3 separate regions of the Mus musculus genome follow, and regions 2 and 3 are each linked to region 1. A link is a contact called in public HiChIP or PLAC-seq and promoter capture Hi-C data. All regions are on one chromosome and are shown on one strand. The core of a region is the stretch at or near the end of the contact, and the rest is flanking DNA. Distances in the headings are between cores, read along the strand shown.

Region 1 (2,700 bases), core at 66-2,565:
ACAACTACTGAAAGACAGTAAAACATGTTGTACACTTTACTTTCTCAACAGGAAGGTGAAAAACATGCCTGAGGTAAGGAACTCTGCCCAGCGTCTCCAATGTCATGGCAGCAGACAGCTAGAAAGCAGTGTCAGCTGACCATAGTAAGTTTTAAAAACTGATGAGTCAGATGCAGCACCACGTCAGAATCTACACCAGAATATTCTTACTAGTTTCCTCCTGAAGGGAATTAAAGGTGTGGGGAAATCCCAATTTTCAATCATTCTGTGTAAGCTCAAGAGAAGTGAGCCCACAGCCATTCAGAACTACTTATCTAAGGGTAGTCATTAACGACCTCACATGGGCTAAGCAAAACCCAAACTCTGACCTAGACTGGACCCGCAGAAAAACACGTTCCTTCGTTTTAAAGAAAGACTACAGAGCACTCTAATGTGATCGACTCGGCCCCTAGGTTTAAAGGAGACAGGATGGAACGAGGTTGGGGTGGGGTGGGGGTGGGGGATATGCATGGGGATGCAAGCTCTTCAAATGGTTCCTCCGCCTCCCAGGGCATTCTGCAAGCCTCCCCCAATTCAGTTCTCCAAACCCAGGGGTGTGGGTGGGAGAGCGTTGTGCAAGGGCTCCACTAATGTTCCCTAATTCCGTTAAGTCTGGGAGATCTGAGCCCTGCAGAAGCGAAATAAGGAAGAGTCTGTAGTGCCTATCACGGGGCAAAACAGCAGCGTGATCATGAGTAGGAGTCTGTCCTGGGCCAATGATTATATCCCTTCCTTTCTGAGGATGATGATGAAGAAGAATCAAGTGACCTTTCTGGCTGGGCGCTGGGCAGCAGGGTGACCGGCTACCATGCACTAGTTTGTGTCTCAGAGCAGGACAGGTCGCGGCTCTACCTCGCGCCCCTCCCGCTCCCGAGCTCACACTTATAGCCCCTCTTACCCACCAGAGCGGGCAGGTGTCGGAAGGTGAGCTGAACGTCACCGTGACAGCCCCAAGAGCCAATCATAGCAGGCGGCTCCCTCAGTCAGCCAATCGCAGAGTTCTAGGGAATCCTGCAGCTCTGTAGCCCACCTGAACTCCACCGGGACGCTATAGACTGGGGAGGTGGGGGTGGGGAGTCCGTGCTGAGGCGCAGCAAAGATGCCGCAGGACAGGCAACGGAAAGTTAGGGAGGAAAAGAGAAATCCAAGAGGGAAGTCACTCACCAGCCCGGGAGCGAGATCACTTCTCCGGGCGACTCGGGCTCAATCTGTGCGTGCCAGCAAGCCTGCAACCAACCGCCGCCGCCGCCGCAGTTCGTCGCCCAGCGCGGCCGCCTGTTTCGAAGGAGCCAATCAGAACCGGAGGCGTGGTCTGGGCGCCACGCCTCCGGAGACTTTCTACCGCACGAAGAATTCGTAGCGACCTTTTCCAGTCCAGTCTCTATCAGTGGCAGTGACAACCCCTCCTATTTGTCCCGTCGTTCAGGAGAGTGTGTGAAGCCCGCCTCTCAAGGCTGCTTCAGAGCGCCCTGGAATGTTGCTCTTCCCAGGACTTTGAGCTCCTTCCAACCCTAAAATCTGCTTACATCCATCCGGAGGGGCACTGAGGTTTCCAGAAACACAAACCAACCCAGCAGGGACCCGTCCAAAGCAGAAGTCTTTCAGACAGAGCCCACCCCAGGCCCCTCACTGTGAAAGAGAGAGAAAAACCCTGCAGTCACCCCTGGAAGCCAAAAGAGGATGTTGGCTCTTCCTTCAGGAAACGTGGGGGAAAGGGGAGTTGGATGTCAAAGTAACAATGTAGCCATGTGATTGTTACACTGTAGTGATAGATGTGAGTTAACTTCAAAAGTGGCTTTTTGATGTGGGCTGATCTTACTGGCTAAAAGCCTGGAGGTTCTGTGTTCTGGCCCAAGTTCTTAGATTCCTGCGGCTTCTGTTCCTTTTAAGTCTTGACACCTCGAATGTGCAGGCTTCTCCATCTCTAAATTGTGGGCATTGAACTGAAACCTGGTCTCTCACAAAAACAATACAGCTTTCATAGGGAACAAAACAATCTCAGTTTTCAAAGGGCTGAGGGGCATGGAATGGGGAGTCTGTGAAACAGGGTGATGGTCAGAGGTTTGGAAATGACTAGATATTGAAGGAACAACAGGAATCTGCCAGAGGAAGTCATTGCTATGAACGATTGATTCCTAGGCAGGAGTAACAGCAAATGCAGGACCCGGGAGGCACATGGAACGTTCTGGAAGGAATCGTTTTGCATAACCTAAGTTTGGACCTGGAGAGACAGAGCAGTCTGAAAGTATGTGTGTATGAAGGTAGGCCTGATAGATACTGAGGGATGTAGATGCAGTCCTGGTGCAGGCCTGTGAGATAATTACAAGGATATAAAGAACAAGGAAATTCATTTGTGGGGTTTTCATTTTAGGGAGGGGGGGGTGTGTTCACTTTCAAAGATTTTTGAAGAAAGGAACAGAATAGTTTGTCATTAAAACAAACAAACAAACAAAAAGCAACCTAAAATGACAACTCCCTAAAGTAGCTCAGAAGGCGGGTATGAAGGAAGTATCTGGAAGAACTAAGAGGGTGATTTATCTGGCCTTGGTTATTATGTGGTGGCACTAGTCTTAGGAATACAGGAAAAACAAGCTGTGGTAGAGGACCAGTGTTCATTTTCGCTGGGTGTATTAAGTTTGAAGTTCAAGATAATCGTAGAGC
Region 2 (2,700 bases), core at 62-2,561, 260 kb after region 1:
GAGAGGAGGGTGTTTTGTTTTGTTTTTGTTTTTGTTTTTGCTTTCTTTTGTAAGGTTTCACACTTGCCAACCCTTGACAGACAAGGAGTTTTGAGAAACAGAAGGGAGAGATGATTCTTTATCTTCACCAGTTGGCGTTTTAAAATTAAAATTAAATTAATATTAACCCCAGTATCTCTTTGATACAAAGGAAAAAAAAAAAAGGAAACTCATTAAGAATGTCAAAAGATACCACCCATAAGCTTTAAACTAACACTCCTGAGGCAAAACACTATAAATTTGTAAACACAAACTGTTGCCTGGTAGGGGTGGTGATTCTGAGAGGGAGGATAGTCTTCAAACATGTTTGTAGAATCTTGTTTTAAAATATGTTGTTATCTTTAAGAAGGAGTACAAGGTCTGGAGATATGGATCAGCAGTTAAGAGCACTGACTGCTCTTCCAGAGATCCTGAGTTCAAGTTTCCCCAACCACATGGTGGCCTTCAACCATCTGTAATGGGGATCCAATGCCCTCTTCTGGTGTGTATGGAGACAGCTACATATATACATATGTATATATCATATATACATATAAGGATCCACATGATCCTTTCAAATATACATATATTTTATATTATAAATATAACATTTAAAATAAGTGCAAGTTATTTGCTTCTGCTGAGTCATTTATGTTGTTAGCACTACACACTAAATACTTATGGAGGGTATAGTACATTTCCTTAAGTCCTTTTTCCCATTTCTTGCCTGAGCTCTCTGGACAAAATGGAAATTTCCCTTAGGGTAATATTATTTCAAGCTATTCTCTTGAGATAGGACTTAATGGCTGTGAATCACTGATGTAAACATGGAGGATCAGAGGGCTGGAGAGATGGCTCGACAGTTTGGAGCTCAACAGTTGCTCTTTCTGAGGACCTAGGTTCAGTTCCCAGCACCCACATGACAGTTTACAGCCATCTGTAACTCCATCTGTAACACCAGTTGCAGGGGATCTGATCCACTCTTGTGGACTCTTCGGATGACACCAGACACATATTCATGCACGTATATGGTACACATGCATACATGTAAGCATCACACACGTGCATGTAAAATAAATAAGACTTTTAAAAATTATTTCAGTAGATTTTTTTTTTAAAAAAGAAATAAATATTTTAAGATCATAAGTATCTAAAAATCACGATTTTGCTTACGCCCTCTTCTGGCGCTGGGAGTGGAGATTTTTGTGGTTTTCCTTCTTTCCTTCCCATTGTCTCAGCCCCTCCCCCACCCCTTTGCTCTTGTTTACTCTTGCTGTTTCCTGTCACACTGGTTGGTTCACCCTCTGGCCCCATTCTCTTAAAGTGGCATAGGTTACAGATTCAATTTCCCCTGAAAGTTACACAGAAAAAGAAAGCATTTTTGTCATCGCATTTTTTTGGTCCCTAGTCAAGAGGAAAATGGAGTTTAAAATGTAAGTGCTTAAAAAACTCACTGAATTGGTATCAGTTTCAATTTTTTATATGAAAGCTGTTTCATTTGTCTTGGGTTTGAGTGCTTAGATTCAAGCTCCTAATTAAAAGTATACAGACATGTATGAAAATTCCACAATGAAATCCATTACTTTGTATGCTAACTTTAAGGTCAACAAGGGAATGAGAGGCAGGTAAGGGTGCTTGCTGCACAGATGTGAATCCTCAGCTTCTACTTAAAAAGCCAAGTATGGGCCTAGAGAGTTGGCTCAGTGGTTTAGTGCACTAGCAGTTCTTCCAGAGGTTCTGAGTTCAATTCCCAGCACCCACAGGTTGGCTCATAACTGTGTTTAACTCTAGCTGCAGGGGATCCAATGCTCTCTTCTGGCCTCTAAAGGCACTGGGTGCACATATGCTACACAGAGATATATACATACACATAAAATACATTAAAAAATATTTTGGGCTGGAGAGATGGCTCAGTGGTTAAGAGCACTGACTGCTCTTCCAGAGGTTCTGAGTTCCATTCCCAGCAACCACATGGTGGCTCACAACCATCTGTAATGGGATCTGATGCCCTCTTTTGGTGTGTCTGAAGACAGCTACAGTGTACTCACACAAATAAAATAAATATATATATATATTTTTTAAAAAGCCGACTATGGCTGCACATAACTGAAATCCCAAGACTATTGCATATTGAGGTCTGGTCTTTTCTGTGTATTGCAATGCTAAATGCAGGCCCCCAAGACCTGGTTGCCCCAGAGACAAGAGAGTCCTCACGTAGACCCATGTGAAGCTATGTGACCTTGCCCCCACCCCCAAGTTATTTGGTGAATAAAGATGCTGACAGCTAATAGCTGGGCAGAAGAGACATAGATGGTGTACTGGCTAGTTTTGTGTCAACTCGACACAGCTGGAGTTACCACAGAGAAAGGAGCTTCAGTTGAGGAAATGCCTCCATGAGATCCAGCTGTAAGGCATTTTCTCAATTAGTGATCAAGGGGGAAAGGCCCCTTGTTGGTGGGACCATCTCTGGGCTGGTTAGTCTTGGTTCGATAAGAGAACAGGCTGAGCAAGCGAGGAGAGGCAAGCCAGTAAGTAACATCCCTCCATGGCCTCTGCATCAGCTCCTGCTTCCTGACCTGCTTGAGTTCCAGTCCTGACTTCCTTTGGTGATGAACAGCAGTATGGAAGTGTAAGCCAAATAAATCCTTTCCTCCCCAACTTGCTTCTTGGTCATGATGTTTG
Region 3 (2,700 bases), core at 93-2,592, 430 kb after region 1:
CTATCAACTGACCACAAGCTGTCACAGGAAGTTTCAAAAGAAAATAAGCATGCGTTCTCTGCCACGAGCAAGGAAAACATCCAACAAAATCAAGGCAGTCATACACAATGAACTGCTGATGATATATGCAAATCAAAGCAGCTCTCTCATCCATGCCCATTTATATTTTTCCTAGGGTGGATGTGGAAGAATTTCCAATGAGAACCCTTTTTCTGGTATTTGCACAAGTCAGCAGCTCTCCAAAGCCCGAGTAAAATTCAGGCTGATTAAAGACCCTAAAAAACCTGCAAAAGTCACAAGGCATTCAGTGGTTCAGAAACTAGGATAAACCAAACCTCTTCAGCTTCTTCCAAGGACGGACATCTCAGACTCTCACCAGAGAGGTAAAGCAAGAGGATGAAATATCCTTCAAGTCCCCCGGACTGGGACAGAAACTGCAGCAAAAGCGCCTCTTCTCAGCACCTCGTTCTCCATCACCTCCTAGTGGAAGATTTTCCCCAAGTCTGGTTACTGACTCTGGGCTTCAGGCAGAGAAGGCGCCTCAGCAGCTAGCGGGGTGATCTCCAGTACTCACACAGTTAAACCTCTTCAGAGACGGGAGAAGGGAGCAGAAGCGGGGTGGGGGGTGGGGGGAGAAGAGAGAGGAGGGAGAGGGAGCAAAGAGCGGGGAAGGAGGGAGGAGAGCGGAGGGAGCACGGAGGAGGGAGCAAGGAGGACCCCGCCCACTGGCACAGAACTGCACCCCCCCCCCAACCCCCCGCCCGCCCCACGGTCGGCCCCGGGCCGCACCTGCCGCGCGCACACGCCCCCCGCGCGCCGAGCCTCCGAGCCGCCGCCGCCGCCGCCGCCCTCCGCACGCACCCGCCGCGGCTCGTCCGCACAGCCCAGCCTCGGCGCGGGCCGCAGCCACCCCAGCCGCGGGCCGCGGCCGTCGTCCCCGTGTAAGCCCCGAGCCCGCCGGGCGCGGAACCCAGGTGGATCCAGGCTGGGCGTTTGTACGCACGGGCCTCCGCTGCCGTGGTTCGATACCCTCTAGCTCTGGGGAGGACGCGCTCGACTCGCTCCCTCCTCATCAGCCTCAGAGCGCTCCTTGAGCTCCTCAGTGCCGGAGCATCCTCCCCGCTGCTCAGCATCCTCCTGTCAGCGCCGGAGCATCCTGCTCAGGGCTCGGCGTTCTCTGAGCTCAGCATCCTCCTTCCGTTCCTCGGCAGCGCCCGGGCCCGGTCCCCACCCGCTCGCACCCCACCCGCGGGAAGGAGGCCTCGGGAATGCAGGGGAGTGGCTGTGGGGGCGCGTCGCCGCTTGGCCAGCCCCTCTGCCCAAACACAGGCTGCTCCCCATTGTAGAAGCTGCGCGGAGAGAAGGAGGACGGCGTGCTGCTCCCTGCGCGGGGCTGCAGGGAATAAGCCCGGGCATCCTTATAGGGTGGGGCGGGGAGGGCCCTGGCTTTTGGGGAGTGGACCTGGAGCAGGGAAAGGACTCTGTAGCGGACTCGGTGAGAGACTATGGGGAAGGACCAGGAGCTGCTGGAAGCTGCTCGTACTGGCAATGTGGCTCTGGTGGAGAAACTCCTATCTGGCAGGAAAGGAGGGATCCTGGGTGGTGGATCCGGACCTCTGCCCCTGTCTAATCTGCTAAGGTAAGAACTGGCACTCACTGCGGGCTCGGGGTGGTGGTGGTGGTATGCACACCCCTCGTTAGCATTGTGATGGGTACGTTCTCTCCTCAGGGTATATTGCACCTGGAGGTGTCAGCGATTCATTCTTAAATTAGACAGGAAAACAGACCGTGTGTGTGAAGAGGAGGCAAGAGCCTCCCAGTTAGACCGATGCTTTAGACTCTTGGAGTAATTTTAAAATAGCTTTTCCATCAATGCGTCAATCAGCTACTTTTCTCTAAACCGTGGTGCAGAACTTGTACATGTACTGGTGTTGCTAGAAGGAAATCGGCATGCCTGGTACTGTTTGTGTTTGCAGCTGTGAAAGCCCACCCCCTACTATTTGGCTATTTAAATGAGAAGCTTGTTGGATGCTTGCAGTTATCCTGCGAAAGCCACCGACTCCCTGGATTGCTGCTTCCTTCTTGGGCAGAAAGCATCAGCAGTGGGTAACGATCCCACAAAAACAAAGCCAGGGAACCTTCTGAGATGTCAATCAGGAGTGTGTAAAACTTGATGAGGCAGGTTGGGCAGCTTTAGTTTACTTTCAGTTTCCCAGACACAGCTGAGGGAAACATCCGGCTTGGGAAAGCGTGTGTGGAATAAATACAGCAGAGGCCTTTTAATGTTAACATGTTGCAGGTGAGACGAATATTAGTTCTCAAAGGTTCTTTCTAAGGTGACATTAAAAAAAGTCAAAGTCTTTATTCACCATACTAGAGAGAGCTAGAGAGAGCAGGGTTTGTCTGCATGTTTGAGAAACTATTAAAAGTTGAATTGAACAAATGAAATCTCTTAGGAGGCAGGAAGCCTGAAGAGCACTCAATGAAATTCAAGGAAAGCTCTTTAGTTCTCAAGTCGTGATTGTTCAGTGTGTCTTGTGTATTTTTGGAGGCATCTATCATCATACATAACTCTATCTTAAAACATCTCTTAATGGCAACTTAATGATACTTGTAAAAAAAATTAAAAGCTGGAGTGGTTTTCTTGCTTAAAAATATTTTGTATTACTTTTTATAAAAAATAAAAATAATTACACTTAC

The links. Promoter capture Hi-C pulls out the DNA fragments that hold promoters and counts their contacts. HiChIP or PLAC-seq counts read pairs in DNA pulled down with a chosen protein or histone mark.
Region 2: a contact with region 1 is called in an H3K4me3 HiChIP or PLAC-seq map of bone marrow-derived macrophages, with 4 times the contacts expected there. The contact joins the enhancer-like site here to the promoter of Gas2l3 in region 1. A contact is called at or near these places in 6 of 39 promoter capture datasets (the HPC-7 cell line, HPC-7-derived erythroid cells, cranial neural crest and 3 more), 13 of 484 Hi-C or Micro-C datasets (the G1E-ER4 cell line, brain, cerebellum and 8 more), 11 of 115 datasets of contacts at active chromatin or transcription factors (the 230-238 cell line, bone marrow-derived macrophages, effector CD8 T cells and 4 more) and 2 of 9 other capture datasets (adipose tissue and liver).
Region 3: a promoter capture Hi-C map of embryonic stem cells shows a contact between it and region 1, with 2.1 times the contacts expected there. The contact joins the promoter of Anks1b here to the promoter of Gas2l3 in region 1. A contact is called at or near these places in 5 of 39 promoter capture datasets (embryonic stem cells, hippocampal neurons, liver and 2 more), 1 of 115 datasets of contacts at active chromatin or transcription factors (large pre-B cells) and 3 of 9 other capture datasets (adipose tissue, embryonic stem cells and liver).

The regions. Positions count from the first base shown.
Region 1 is chr10:89,442,652-89,445,351 of GRCm38.p6, forward strand. Gas2l3 (growth arrest-specific 2 like 3) reads right to left here and starts at 1,316. Exons shown (of 11, transcript NM_001033331.2): 1 at 1,204-1,316.
Region 2 is chr10:89,701,975-89,704,674 of GRCm38.p6, forward strand. No RefSeq gene overlaps it. Among named protein-coding and RNA genes, the nearest start is that of 1500026H17Rik, 17 kb to the left of the region's middle. Within about 2 kb of position 1,312, at least 42 of the 459 cell types and tissues checked have an H3K27ac peak or open chromatin away from gene starts, as enhancers often do. A contact at or near this core is called in the HPC-7 cell line, adipose tissue, bone marrow-derived macrophages and 2 more, where this site is marked.
Region 3 is chr10:89,872,167-89,874,866 of GRCm38.p6, forward strand. Anks1b (ankyrin repeat and sterile alpha motif domain containing 1B) reads left to right here and starts at 1,343. Exons shown (of 27, transcript NM_001359241.1): 1 at 1,343-1,639. The coding sequence starts at 1,506.